Regions from separate parts of the Mus musculus genome. Here region 2 is linked to region 1. Evidence: chromatin contacts called from public Hi-C data. All regions are on one chromosome and are shown on one strand. The core of a region is the stretch at or near the end of the contact, and the rest is flanking DNA. Distances in the headings are between cores, read along the strand shown.

The links. A called contact is a pair of places that touch in the nucleus more often than the background predicts.
Region 2: a contact with region 1 is called in a Hi-C map of muscle stem cells, with 1.8 times the contacts expected there. A contact is called at or near these places in 3 of 39 promoter capture datasets (embryonic stem cells, liver and second pharyngeal arch cranial neural crest), 35 of 484 Hi-C or Micro-C datasets (B cells, DN3 thymocytes, LSK cells and 17 more) and 12 of 130 datasets of targeted methods (the HPC-7 cell line, the NIH/3T3 cell line, PVALB interneurons and 8 more).

What each region holds. Positions count from the first base shown.
Region 1 is chr15:57,709,941-57,716,383 of GRCm38.p6, forward strand. The region is part of intron 1 of Zhx2 (zinc fingers and homeoboxes 2); the gene reads left to right. Among named protein-coding and RNA genes, the nearest start is that of Zhx2, 18 kb to the left of the region's middle.
Region 2 is chr15:57,876,212-57,882,356 of GRCm38.p6, forward strand. It overlaps Derl1 (Der1-like domain family, member 1), which reads right to left. Exons shown (of 8, transcript NM_024207.4): 3 at 3,789-3,853; 4 at 2,838-2,864; 5 at 2,274-2,369; 6 at 1,207-1,259. Among named protein-coding and RNA genes, the nearest start is that of Derl1, 13 kb to the right of the region's middle.

The DNA.
Region 1 (6,443 bases), core at 1,406-3,905:
TTTTTTTTAAAGATTTATTTATTTATTTATTTATTTATTATATATGTGTACACTGTAGCTGTCTTCAGACACTCCAGAAGAGGGCATCAGATTTTTGTTATGGATGGTTGTGAGCCACCATGTGGTTGCTGGGATTTGAACTCAGGACCTTTGGAAGAGCAGTCGGCGCTCTTAACTGCTGAGCCATCTCACCCGCCCAAGACAAGGAATTATTAATAGATCATCAATTTGACTAAGCTGGCTAGCCAGTGCTCTGCCCCACCCATTACTGGGCCGTAGCGTGTTCCTCCACCCTTGGCCTCTTACATGGTCTGGAGATCCGAACCCAGGTGCTTGTACCCGCACTCTGCCAGTTGAGCCATCTCCCCAGCCTAAAGTCCATGGATTTTTTTTATCACATGGTTTAAATAGTAAAACATGCTGCCCAGCTAATGGGACTGGTTTAATTACGCAGCAGAATCAGAGAACTTGAGAGGTCATCAGCCCCCTGGGAAGCCAGGAAAGGCACCTCTGGTCTGGGCCTCTCTCGCTGGCAAGCTTAGACAGTGTGATTGCATCCTCGGGTGTGGGAAGCAGTCTTGTTCCTGAGAATCTAAGAGAGTTCTGTCTGCCTGCCCCCAGCACCTTTCCTCTGAAGGAGTAGCAGGTATCTGAAGCAGCATTCGAGAGCAGAGAATGCATTTGCTTCCTCCTACAGGTGGTACAGCTGGAAACAGTCTGCCCTACAGACTTTGTTCCTGAGAGCCAAAGAAGCAGGTCATCATTATATCCCTTCCATCTCAGCCCATGTCCCTTCCTCTGTCCTATATCTACGCAGCAGCCATAGCCAGAATCCTGGTGGCCCCAGCTCTTCTGCTCTGGTAATCATCCCTAAGGCATCTGGTGACCTGCCTGTAACCCTTGGCCTCTTCAGTCCCAGACAGCACAGCCAAGCCCCCAGGCTGCAGTGGCCACCCTTTCCGCAAGGTGGGCGCTTAGTGCATATTCATGGAATTTCTCAATGCTGATGGACCCACAGTGACCCTTATCTGAGATATAAGCAGTTGGAGACTTGGCACACTGGTGATTTGTCCTGGCAACAGATGAGACATCTTTGTACCCTGTGCTGTTGGTAACCCCAAAGGCAATGCTGGAGTTAATCATGAGAGTAGCGGGTGGTCATTTACAAGCCAAGTCTTTTCCCGGGAGAAGACAGAGAGGGAGGGAGGGAGGGAGGGAGAGTGGGGGAAAGGAGAGAAGGGAGGGAGGCAGGCAAGAACAGAGAGAATTTTCCTCATTTCCGATGCATGTTGGGGGCTTGCCTGGAAGACATGCAAGCAAAATCAAGCCCACATCTGGAATTACTCTGCACATGTAGACAGGTGCACACACTGCTAGGACATTGCTTGGACTCTCTGCACAACCTTGGCATCCGCAGACACACATGCAACCTGGTGGTCTGCTTTGTGGAGTTCCCATTTGTAGACGCCTCACTCTGTCCGTCCCGACTTTTGGCAAATGGAAAAAGCTATACATTTGTATAGCATTTGGAGGCTTGTTTAATAGCAAATCTGTAAAGCACCCCAAATCCTAGGTTATCAGTCAGGGGCTCATTATTGCTAATTATCTATTCATTTTGGATATATGTAATAAAAGTCTCAGGACCTATTGGGCAAATTATCATTTTTAATAGGATAGTTACTTAAGTCAACATATTCCTGCACCTCTCCCATGATGACTCCTTTTGTAAAGACGAGATGAATTTTATAGGTTGAGATTGACAGCTTTTCTAATGAGCAATATTTTGATATGGAGTTTATTTTATTAAATTGGGGGGGGGGGAGTCTGGGGAACATGATGGGTGTTTTTATTTCAGAAAGTAAATTCAGGATCTTAAGAGACACAAATATTTACTGTATCCTCTCACCGTCCCCAAAATGCGTTGTTTGAAGTAGGATTGTAGCTAATGGCCCACCCTCTCTCTGTTTGGATATGCTGTCGTGGAACTTTCTACTATGGAGCACACAGCCCGAGAGAAGTTCATGAACAGGCAGGGCTTGGGAGAGCGGAAGCCAACTCCTCCATCCTGCTGCTGTCTTTGAGCTAGTCATTCACCCCTCCGTGGCCTAAGTTTCCCCCACCTGCCTTCTGGGCTCTGAATCCTGTTTCTCAGTGGGCTACCCATCGGGCTGGCTCTGCCCAGTTCAAACTGACAGGCATCTGCAGGTGGGACTAGCCTATCAGAAGTCCATTGGCTCCCAAGTTCTTGGGAGTAACCAGTTGACTTAAGCCTTTCTGGAATTCTTGTAAGAGAACTTGACTTGCCACCTAAACTGTTCCTGTGGAGCCGAATCTGTCCTGACGGTTCCTTGGAAAGCCTGCACAGTGCTGAGCAAGCCAACTGCCTTGCATGCCTTCTGCAGGTCCAAGCCAGTGCGTTCCAGAGCACTGTCTGTAACCGATTTAAGGAGAAGGTGCTAGAAAGGGAAAAAGAAAGGGTGGCAGGGGGTGGAGAGGAAAGAAAAGGCTGGCAAGTTCTCAGTCCCAGAGCCTGGATGGAAAAGTGAGTGGGTCACTGTAAGGGGAGGGCGCATGCGTACTGAGGAGCTGGCCACAGGGCCCTCCCTCCTCCCCTTCTGGAATGCAATGTGTATTTACTGCCCCGTGGATCCCAGTTTCTCTCAGGAAGTCATTTTTTCCAGGGCTAGAGGAGAGTAGCAGGCTATCTCTCTGGAGAACTCCGCCACTCCTGGAGTCAGAACTCTTGGGGATCAAGGGGTGGTAACTACAGGGGAGCTGAGTCAGAAGATGATATTGAGGATATATAAATGACCCCCACCCTCTTGACCCCACTCCTGCTGCGAGACTGGGAAGGAAGTGAAGATAGAAAACTAAAAACAGCGTAGTAACTCCAACCTTCTCTCTTTCCAGCCCCAGACAGTCCCAAAAGACTATGGCCAGCACAAGTGTAGCCCCTCTCTTAGGCGGGCAGGTGGGGCATCATCTTTTTGCTGAGGGTTCCCACTTGAGAGACAGGGATTTTCCCCTTCCTTCACAGGTTTTTGCTGGAGCTTTCTCTACTGTGACATCCAAGTCTCAGCTCTCCCCCAAACAGGATGCTCTCTAACTGGTCCCTAAGTCATGTTCATCTATCCTATAACCCATACCCAAGCCCAGGACTGCTTGGCTTGGATGGGTCTTTGTTCTGGAGTTGTCCTAGGCCTCGGCTGTGAGCTGGTGTTTAGGAGCGGTGCCCTAGCCTCTTCACTTTCCCCCAGAAACTCCAGATTGTGTCTAGCCCCCTGGAAGTGTGAAAACGTCCCACTAAGACCCCGGGTCCAAATTACTCCCCTTTCTGTCTTCCCATCCCTCTCCACTCTCTGTAATGGTCCTTATTTTTCCCTTGGCCCAATAGTTCTCTACCTGGCAGCACACTGCACTCACCTAAGAAGTTTCTAGAAACCCCTTTCATACCTGACCATACCTTAATCATTAAACCTGACTCTCTTGGGTGTGGAAACTCTTCGAAAAGTGTCCCAAATCAGTCTGGAGGCCTTCCTGTAGGCTCTCTGATCCCCCCTGGATAGTAAGCCACCCCAGAGAAGGACGCGTAGTGGGCTTTGGTTGCCACTGCATTGTCAGCAATTAGAACAATGCTTGCATCCCTGTAGGGACTCGAGACTAAGACTGAGCAGTGAAGGAATGTTCCAGAAACTCCATCATCACTCATGGGTGGGTTCTCTGGAGGGAGTCTTTCATTTTTGTTACTCATCCAACAAACATCAAGTCTTTGCTGCTGTGCCAGGAGCAGGAGCAAAGCCTAGAGTGGGAAGACATGGAGAGTGTGACCCTAGGAGCCTCCCGTGTCTAGGTGCCAGGTGCAGATGGCAGTTAGAATGCAAAGCAAGCTGGTTGCCCCCAACAGGCACCAGACACCCTGCACCCCTGTGGAAGGTGTTCCGCTCATATTTTCACACTTGCTAATCCACACAGTTCTTCACAGTAGGTGCTGCTGCCATTTCCCAGGGGAGAAAACTAGGCTCCAGGGAGTTACCTAATGCCCCCCAGAGTCACCTGATGCAAAGCCAGGTCTGCCTCTTGAAAATCATTCACTCTTTGCATCACTTCGTGCCATGTGCAGAGGTGAGACTGGATGGGAGGCTTGTGGGTCCCCATGAGCAAGGCAGATGCTACAAAGAGAAACCCTACCCCAACCAAGAAAGTTACCCCAAGCTCTTCTGTGCTCTGATACCATGATTGTCTGGATTCAGGCTTCTTAGGAGCAGACCCCAAGGCAAAGACTGTCCTAAAACAGTTCTTTGATAAGGGGAGGACCACTGGTGGCCAGCACGGAGAAAGTCCAATAAGAGAAGGTAGTCCAGACAAGCAAGTCACTGTGCCGGACAGCTAGAACTAAATCCTGTTGTAAAACTGGGCACCACAGAAGACCACACTTCTCAGGGTTGTCTCACAAAATATTATGATCCTTCCTTAATTATAGTGTTCCATTGGCCTTTATACCTCTGTTTTCCCATCTGTGGAAATGGACACAAACAGGCTTTATTACAAGCACACATTAGAAAAAACTCATAAACACTGCCTACACCATGGAGTACTGTAGAGGCAGCTGAGTCAGGTATCCAAGAAAGAAGTGCCATACACAATGCCAAGAGAGTTTATGAACTGCTTTATAGACAGGCAGGATTAAACAGGATCTGCAAGAGCAAAAAGAAAAAACAAAAACAAAACAACAACAAAACCACAGAACAAAACAAAAAGCCCAAGAACTAGACAAGAACTAGATGACAAGGCTGGAAGTTCTGCCTGAAGGAGCCAGAGTGGGATTGGCCTGGGACTTGGGAGAAAGACTGTCCCATTTAAGAGCTGGTATACCGGCCAATATTGACCCATGCCTAATGAGGCCAGCCAGACACCCTGCTAGATACACTGAGACATGCAAGCTATATTCACGGTGAGGGTTGCCCTTGCCCCATTCTGCAGGCTGGAAGCCTGAGGCTCAGGACTGTCTTTCGCTCTGGTCTCACAGTGGCGAAGGAGAGCTGGGATCTCTACCCGATGACTTGGACCTTTGACTTTCATCTCTCTTTCCTTCTTCCCACTGTCAGAGCTCAGCAGGAGATGGAGAGAGGTTGCTGTAGTGATGAAGATGGTGGCACAGAGGGTAAAGCAGGCGGGCCGTGGGTCTGCAGGGGGATCTGACCCGGAGCAGCCTGCCAGGGAGCTGCTCGTGCTGTCCCTGTTAGATCATCAGAGATGGAGCAAGGCCTGACTCCTCGTGGGCAGACTCAGAGATTTTCCAGTGAGTGAGCTACTGACCTATTAACTACAAATCAGACCATCACTCAGGCCCTAAATAGCGTTGTTACTGAATAATATAATTGAAAGTATTATCCCTTTAAGCTTCTGCTAATGGAGAAAATAAACCATTTGTTCCTAAGGGTTTTGAAAACTATATATCTGTTGATTGAGGGAATCCTTTTTTTTTTAACATTCATTCAGAATTCTACACTGCATGCGAAGGAAAGCAGAAGCATTACAATCAGGGGTTATAGGTAGAGAGAACAAAATATTGATGTGTGAGACATTTAGTGGTGACCTTGCCCTTGAAGTGAAGGGCTTAAGGCTCCTGCTTGTGGGGCCAAGGATCCATGGAGGGGACATGGGATGGCCACAGTGAGGGTTAAGATCACAGCGATAATGATATATGTAGGGTCCAAGGTTAATGGCAGCATCGACTGATTTCTTGCATCAGCCACCCTGACCCTCCAGACAGGTCCCTTACCTTTTTCCAGTTCATTTACTCATCATATAATGGGGCTTATAATTCCAATTTTAAATACTTGTAAGACACTACTGGTCTATTTTTGCCCAACTCTTCTTTCATGTGAGGGCCACACAGCTATATCTGAAGATAAGAAAGGTCAGGGTGAGAGACGGCAGCACCAACAGTAATAGTACAATCACAACCCCTTTCACCAAGAGGTCTTTCTATAATGCCCAATATATAGGTATATAAAAATAGATACACAAATAGAAGTTGCTGAATAAATCATGAAGAAATGCCTCTTACTATAATTCTTTAGTATATATATTTATTTACATCATATTTTGCATGAAAACAAATCACACAGTGATGAGACAGGTGTATTAGTTTATTCTTTCATAACTATAAAGATTTAAACCTTGGCTGAGAGTTTGATTTCTTAAGTCACACAGCATCTTCAACATTTTTCAGATATAGTAAATACACAAGACTAAGAGGCAGACAGATGTTTAGGGCCATTTCAGAAGCTGTAGGGAATCCTATCTTAACCCCAAGTGAAACTTCAGTTAACAGTTTTATATGAAACCTGTCACCCACTCAGATAGTAACTTTTAAAATCCAACATCCTAACCTAGCACAATTCAAAGGTATAGTCATTTGATACTTATGTGCTGAGCAA
Region 2 (6,145 bases), core at 1,025-3,524, 170 kb after region 1:
TTACATATCCTTCTTCCATCTTTACCCACGTGATTCTTGCCGGAGCAAACGAACACCTGCAACTTCCCACACTCTGCCCGAGTAGTAGGGGAGCCGAGAGAGGCTGACCAATGTCAAAAGGTGCTAAGCTCTACAATGTCCTTCTCTTCAGGCCACTCACTTCTCTCTGGAAATACACAGGAGTAGTAAGGACCATCTAGCTCCAATACATCAGGCTCTAAGAAGGGTTAGGACTTTTGCAATCTACTAACTCTTGAAAAATTGGTAAGAAAGAAATGAGAGCTCTTAAAATCTCTACCTTGGGTTTTGTTTTGGGTTTGGTTTATTCGAGATAGGGTTTAGCTATGTAACCCTGGCTGGCCCACCTGCCTCTGCTTCCCAAGTGCTGCAATTAAAGGTGTGTGCCACCTATCATGCAGAGGAAGGCTCTTCTCATTCTTAAAGATTTAAAATACATATCTGTAACTGTTGTGCATGCCTATGTGTATACACAGCATGGGCACAAGCACAGAGGGGCTGGAGATATCAGAGACCCCTGGAGCTAAGGTTACAGGCAGTTGTGCGCTGCCCACCATGCGTGCTGGGAACCAAACTTAGATCCTCTGCAAGAGCAATCTCTGCTCTTAACCACTGTGTGGTCTCCCCAGACAGCTCCTTCTAAAAGGTCCCTCTCTAAACTTAAGACTGGAAACATGAAAGGGTTTCCTACATCTCAGTACCAACTCCAGACCAACGGAGGAGAAATTTGACCCTGCCTAACAAAGTTCTACACCATCAAACCATGTACAGAGGTACTTCTCATCTAGAAATCTCCATTTCTATGGCAGTAGCCATTTCCAAGGCATTCTGGGAGTGTCTGAAAACAAGCAGTAATCTTCCAGATAAGATCCGAAGACAAACCAAGGCAAGTAAGTTCTGTATTTGCCCAGTATGGATACTGAATCCAGACAGGCATATATTTATTCAAACAAATAGGTCTAGAAACACAATGTGTCTAGTGACAAGCTAACAAAATGATAGCCATCCAATGTCAAAGGTGCTTACATCCTGTAGTGCAACCAATTATATCCAAACACCTTTCTCTCTAAGGTTCTAACATATCAACACTCAGTCTTTAAAGTCTTTAAAAGCCTAAGAAAGGAAAATAAAAATGAATCAAGTTTCCCAAGGATTAGTCTCCAGATAAATAAATCTAACATTACTTACGAGCCTCCAATGATATAGTTGAATCCAAGGATAACCCAAGGTAAGTAACAGGCCTAGGAAAGAGGACACAGATGTGAACAGCCGAGTCTGAAAACACATGGCACCTGGGGAACTGAAAATGGGGAGAAAGTAGTGACCAGGGCTTTACAGAAATCACTAGGTCACTACAAAATTTCTCAAATCTAAGGCCGGCCCTACTGCACTTACATCTTCCTATCTAAAACTAAACTTATTTGTCCTACTAAGTTAATATTCACAAGGAAACTAACAAGTATCTTATGGATGACAGTAAAAACACCCCAAACAGAACCACTGGAAGACTTCAAAAGCGATTGTTATAAGTAATTAACTTGAATTTTTATCTAACATTGTGTGTGAATGTCCTGAACTAACAGTCTCCCAACAAGATATTAGGGTTCCAGATCTGACACCCTAGACCAAACTTAAGCTGAGTGAACTTCAATGGAACTTCAGAAACTAGTAAAAGGGAGCTTAAAAATAGTTATGAGTCTAACTGGGGTAAGTAGTAGCCCGCAGACTAGACAAGTCTAACTCCAGCCAGGAGCTCAAGCAACATTCAGTTCTATAATTACAGGTCGTCGTTACAGGTAGAAAACAGCAAACTCCAGGAACATAGGGGGTGCTATTCTAGGTACAGTATGTGGCACCTAATAGGAAGTGCAGGAGTGACAAAAAGATTAGAAATCGCGGGTTTCTGCATGTTGTCTCTCTTGTAATCCCTCTTGTGTGCTCGACCCCTCTCTCTCTCCACACACACACACACACACACACACACACACACACACACACACACACACACACACACACACACACACGATCACTGAGGGGCATATCCCTGAAGAGGCTTAGAGGGTTTGGAAGTAACAACAGCAAGGGATGCTGGGATGCTAGGAGCAGGACTGAGGAGGGGGAGGCAGACGCCTGCCTGTGGTACACTACTCTGCAGCGACCCCTTCTGGAAGTGTCAGAAGGTACACATCTGAGCTCAGGCAAGATTACCACAGACTAAGTTCCACTGAGCTATATATTCCTCAGAGGTAAACTACCTTAAATCGCGTTCCGAACCAGAACGACACGATCAGGTCTCTGTTCAGCTGGGCCCAGACGTAGAGCACTGACATGATCAGAGGGATCATCAGCAGCTGCAAAGGAAGTCAGGACAGGAAGCTCAGCGCCACAGGCACGAAACAAGGCTTAATGTGACTGCCTGCCTATCCTGCCCACCTCCCAAACTGCACAGGAAACCCTAATGTCACAATCACAAACTAACCGCATTATTTATCATACAATGAATGCCATAAAAATCTATGATCAATACATGAACTCAGAAACATCAGTTCAAGCTGTTATTTGAAGGAAAAAAATATTTTCCTTAACTATCTAATCTATTTTCAATGAATACATAACCCCACACACACCCAGGAAATACTGCATAACCATTACTCTGAGCATTCAAGCATAAGCCAGAAATGAACAAGGAAGCCAATGGTTAGATATGCCTACAAGAGCCTCAAAGGCTTAGCTAACAGTATAATCAGTTCTCATTCTATGCATTCAATGTAATCCCAACTTCTGAAACATACAGAAGGGCAAATAGTTGAAAGTCTTACCTGCATATCCATTGCTAAGCCAGTAATCTTGGTTTGTAAAGTCAAGGATCATATGCAGAAAGTATTCTATAGATACCAAGGCTGAGCTGCTCATTTCTCTCCAGTGAACGTCACTACACTGTTCCAAAGGAAAACACTTTCTAACTATCAGATTACTCAAGATATAGGAACACACAAAAGTTCTGATCACTGCAGAAATATCCACTCGCCAGTACAGTCAGTAGAGCAGGAGACATGGAAATGAACAGCCTCACCATGACCTGCTCACCTGGTATCTTCTTCTACACCCTACTACTATTTTACTATTTAGCATTCAACTACAGGATAGACAGATCTGTGCATTTGAAACAAATGCTTACACTCAGGGACAGCTTTTTTTTTTTTTTTTTTTTTTCTCCATTCTCTTAAAGGAGAGGGAGTATTCCAGGCCTTTATGTTTCTGGCTCTTGATCAACTTTAAACAGTCGTCAGGTCCAACTGTTTGCTTATCAATAGTGCCTCACACAGAGATAGACCATGCCCAGAGGGGGGTGCTTTATGGACTAGATTGTTATTTAGGACCAAAAGATGGACAGCAACGAAGTCATGAAATGATGCTGGCTGTAAATTAATTTCTGGAAAGAACCAGAAAGCTGTCTTGTGGCTGGCATGGAATATCTGTGCTTCAGTCAACAAACTGTCATCCCAGGGAACACAGAGAACTGGGCTCAAGGAGACAGCAATAAAATTCCACTGAATATGGATAAAAATCCCAGAGACTCCAGTGAGAGAAGGCATCTCCAAAACATGGGATTTACCCTGGCTTCAAAGACAGAACCTGATATTCTCATTATTAACTATAGTTTTTAAAAGGTATCAAAACTGATTTAAATCGTTTTTAGAATACTATTTCCCAAAACCTTAAAAGGGAAGTAGGGAGTTCATTATGGCCTGAGCAGCCCTGAAGGATACAACGATGCAGATCCAGTTAAAGAGAAGCATGAATAAATAGTCTGCTGGCCTCCCGTCAAAAGCTCCTGGAAACAAACACAAGGCAAACATCAGGCTTTAGAACTGGGGAACAAAGTAGCCTCTACAGAGAAAAATACTTTAAAAATAATACTGAAGACATTTAACATCACTTCTTTAAAACAAAAAGTGTGACCTTTGGGACATAGGAGCACCTATCTGCAAAACAGAGGACTAAGCAGGATAGCGTGGACGACTCCTCTCTACGGCAATGCTCACAGCAGCACTAGTCACGGCAGCCACGAAATGGATTAAACCAAGGGCCCATCAACATTATCTATATAACTGACAACAATGAGGGATGAACTACATCTACATGCTACGTAGGAGAACCTTAAAATGACACTAAGTAAAAGAAACAGTCACAAAAGATCACAGATGGTATGATCCTATCACAATTATTACAAGAAATTACTAGTACAGGCGACTCTAAAAAGCAGAAAGGGAACAGAAGTTTCCTATGGCTTGCATGGAAGATGGATTGAAGGAAATGGGCAATACTAACAGATATAGACTTTAGAGGCAAAGAAATGTTGTAAATGGATTATGATAATGGCTGCACAATTCTACAAACGTATTAACTGAATTTAAACTCAAATGAGGAAGCTAGATGGGATGTAAGATTAACATCCTCCACTGGAATCCATGGAAGATGGGAGCTGAGAGCTTCCCTGTATACTAAAACCTACAAATATCCACAATCCTTAGATAAAATGGTATAATATTTGCATAGAACCTAGATATTCTGACCTATACTGTAAGATAGATCACATTCCCTATGGTCCCTTTTACAATGTAAATTGTGTACCACCAGTTGCTACAATGTGTTGTTTAATAAGTAATGACAAGGAGGAAACTGTACAAGTTCAGTAGACTTATTTTCCAGCTATTCCAAATGTTTCAGGCAGCTGACTCATGACACAGAACCCACAGATAAAGAGAGCAACTTTTTATCTCAAAGAAACTGTTTCAAAAGTGCCTCTCAGTTTCAACATTCCAGAGCGCTCTGACTGGAAATAAAGGGAAGCAACTTCTAAAGATAAAAGCAAACAAAACCAACCAGTCATCTAGCACGGCAGGTTCTCTTGCCTGTTTTTCATACACAAAATATTACAGCAGCTTACGTTATCTGACCAAGTTAATAAAGTGGGTAAATGGACTCAAAAACACAGATAAACAAGAGCAGAAGGTGGCCAGAGAATCTCACAATTATATCAGATCTAGCTCCACATCAGAAAGAGTCCTTAAGGCCTGACTTCAGAGCTATGCTGGGTAGCAATGAGTGAAAGAGAATTATATGTGACATTCTGCTTCAAATAACCAAGGCAAGAGCGCTGATACAGACAAAACCAGATATGATGGGGGGACGACAGTCAAGGAGACTCACACCAACATATACCACAATATGAGTGAATTGTAACAGGAGTCTGCACTAACAAAGCCAACACTGAGTTAAAGAAGCTGGTCACAAACTACATTAAACATGGCCCACACAGGCAAATCCACACAGGAAGTAGACTGGTAATAGCCAGGAGCTGGGGGAGGGGTACTTTGGGTCTACTACAGGGGTGCTAATGAAAACATTGTGAAATTAAATTGCTGTGATGGTTACAAAAGCGTTAAAAAAAAACACTGAATCATAGGCTCACAAAAGGTTAAAATGTGATGTGAGATGAATTTTTCTCAGTAAGAAGAAAAAGGTTCACTGGTCTTTTTCTCTAAGAAGACCCTGTATATGTTTACATTTTCCATAGGAAAAGCTCACAGCTTGTCACGGATCAGCCACACTTCACCCAGTATGTACTACACTGGTGTTTAAAGTAAGAGCTACTCCAACAACTTCATCATCACTTAGACGAAATGGAAGAGCAGAATGCTAAGCGACTGCTCCTCACTGCTCTACTCAGCACTACCACCAAGAACTGAACAAGGGAGAGTGAAACCCAAAGGTTCTGGGAGGCAGGAGAGCCCTGGTACACTTCAGGAGGGCTCTGGTATGGTGGTGGGGCCTAGCACATTTATTGGGGGGGGGCGGTATGTGTGTGTATGGTATGGGCATGTACATTAGTGTGCATACAAACAGAGGTCAGAGGATAACTTGCTGGGAGTCAGGTCTACACTTGCACCATGTGGGCTTCAGGAAATTGAATTCAGGTTGTCAGCCTTGGTGGCAACAGCTGTGAGACAGAGGCAAATTTTCAAACACTTGAGCAGACTCTTAAGGACGATTCAGAAACCTGACCTAAGCAAGAGCCAGCAGTTGTATAAAAATCTCTGAAGTCAGCCAACTTTGCAAATCA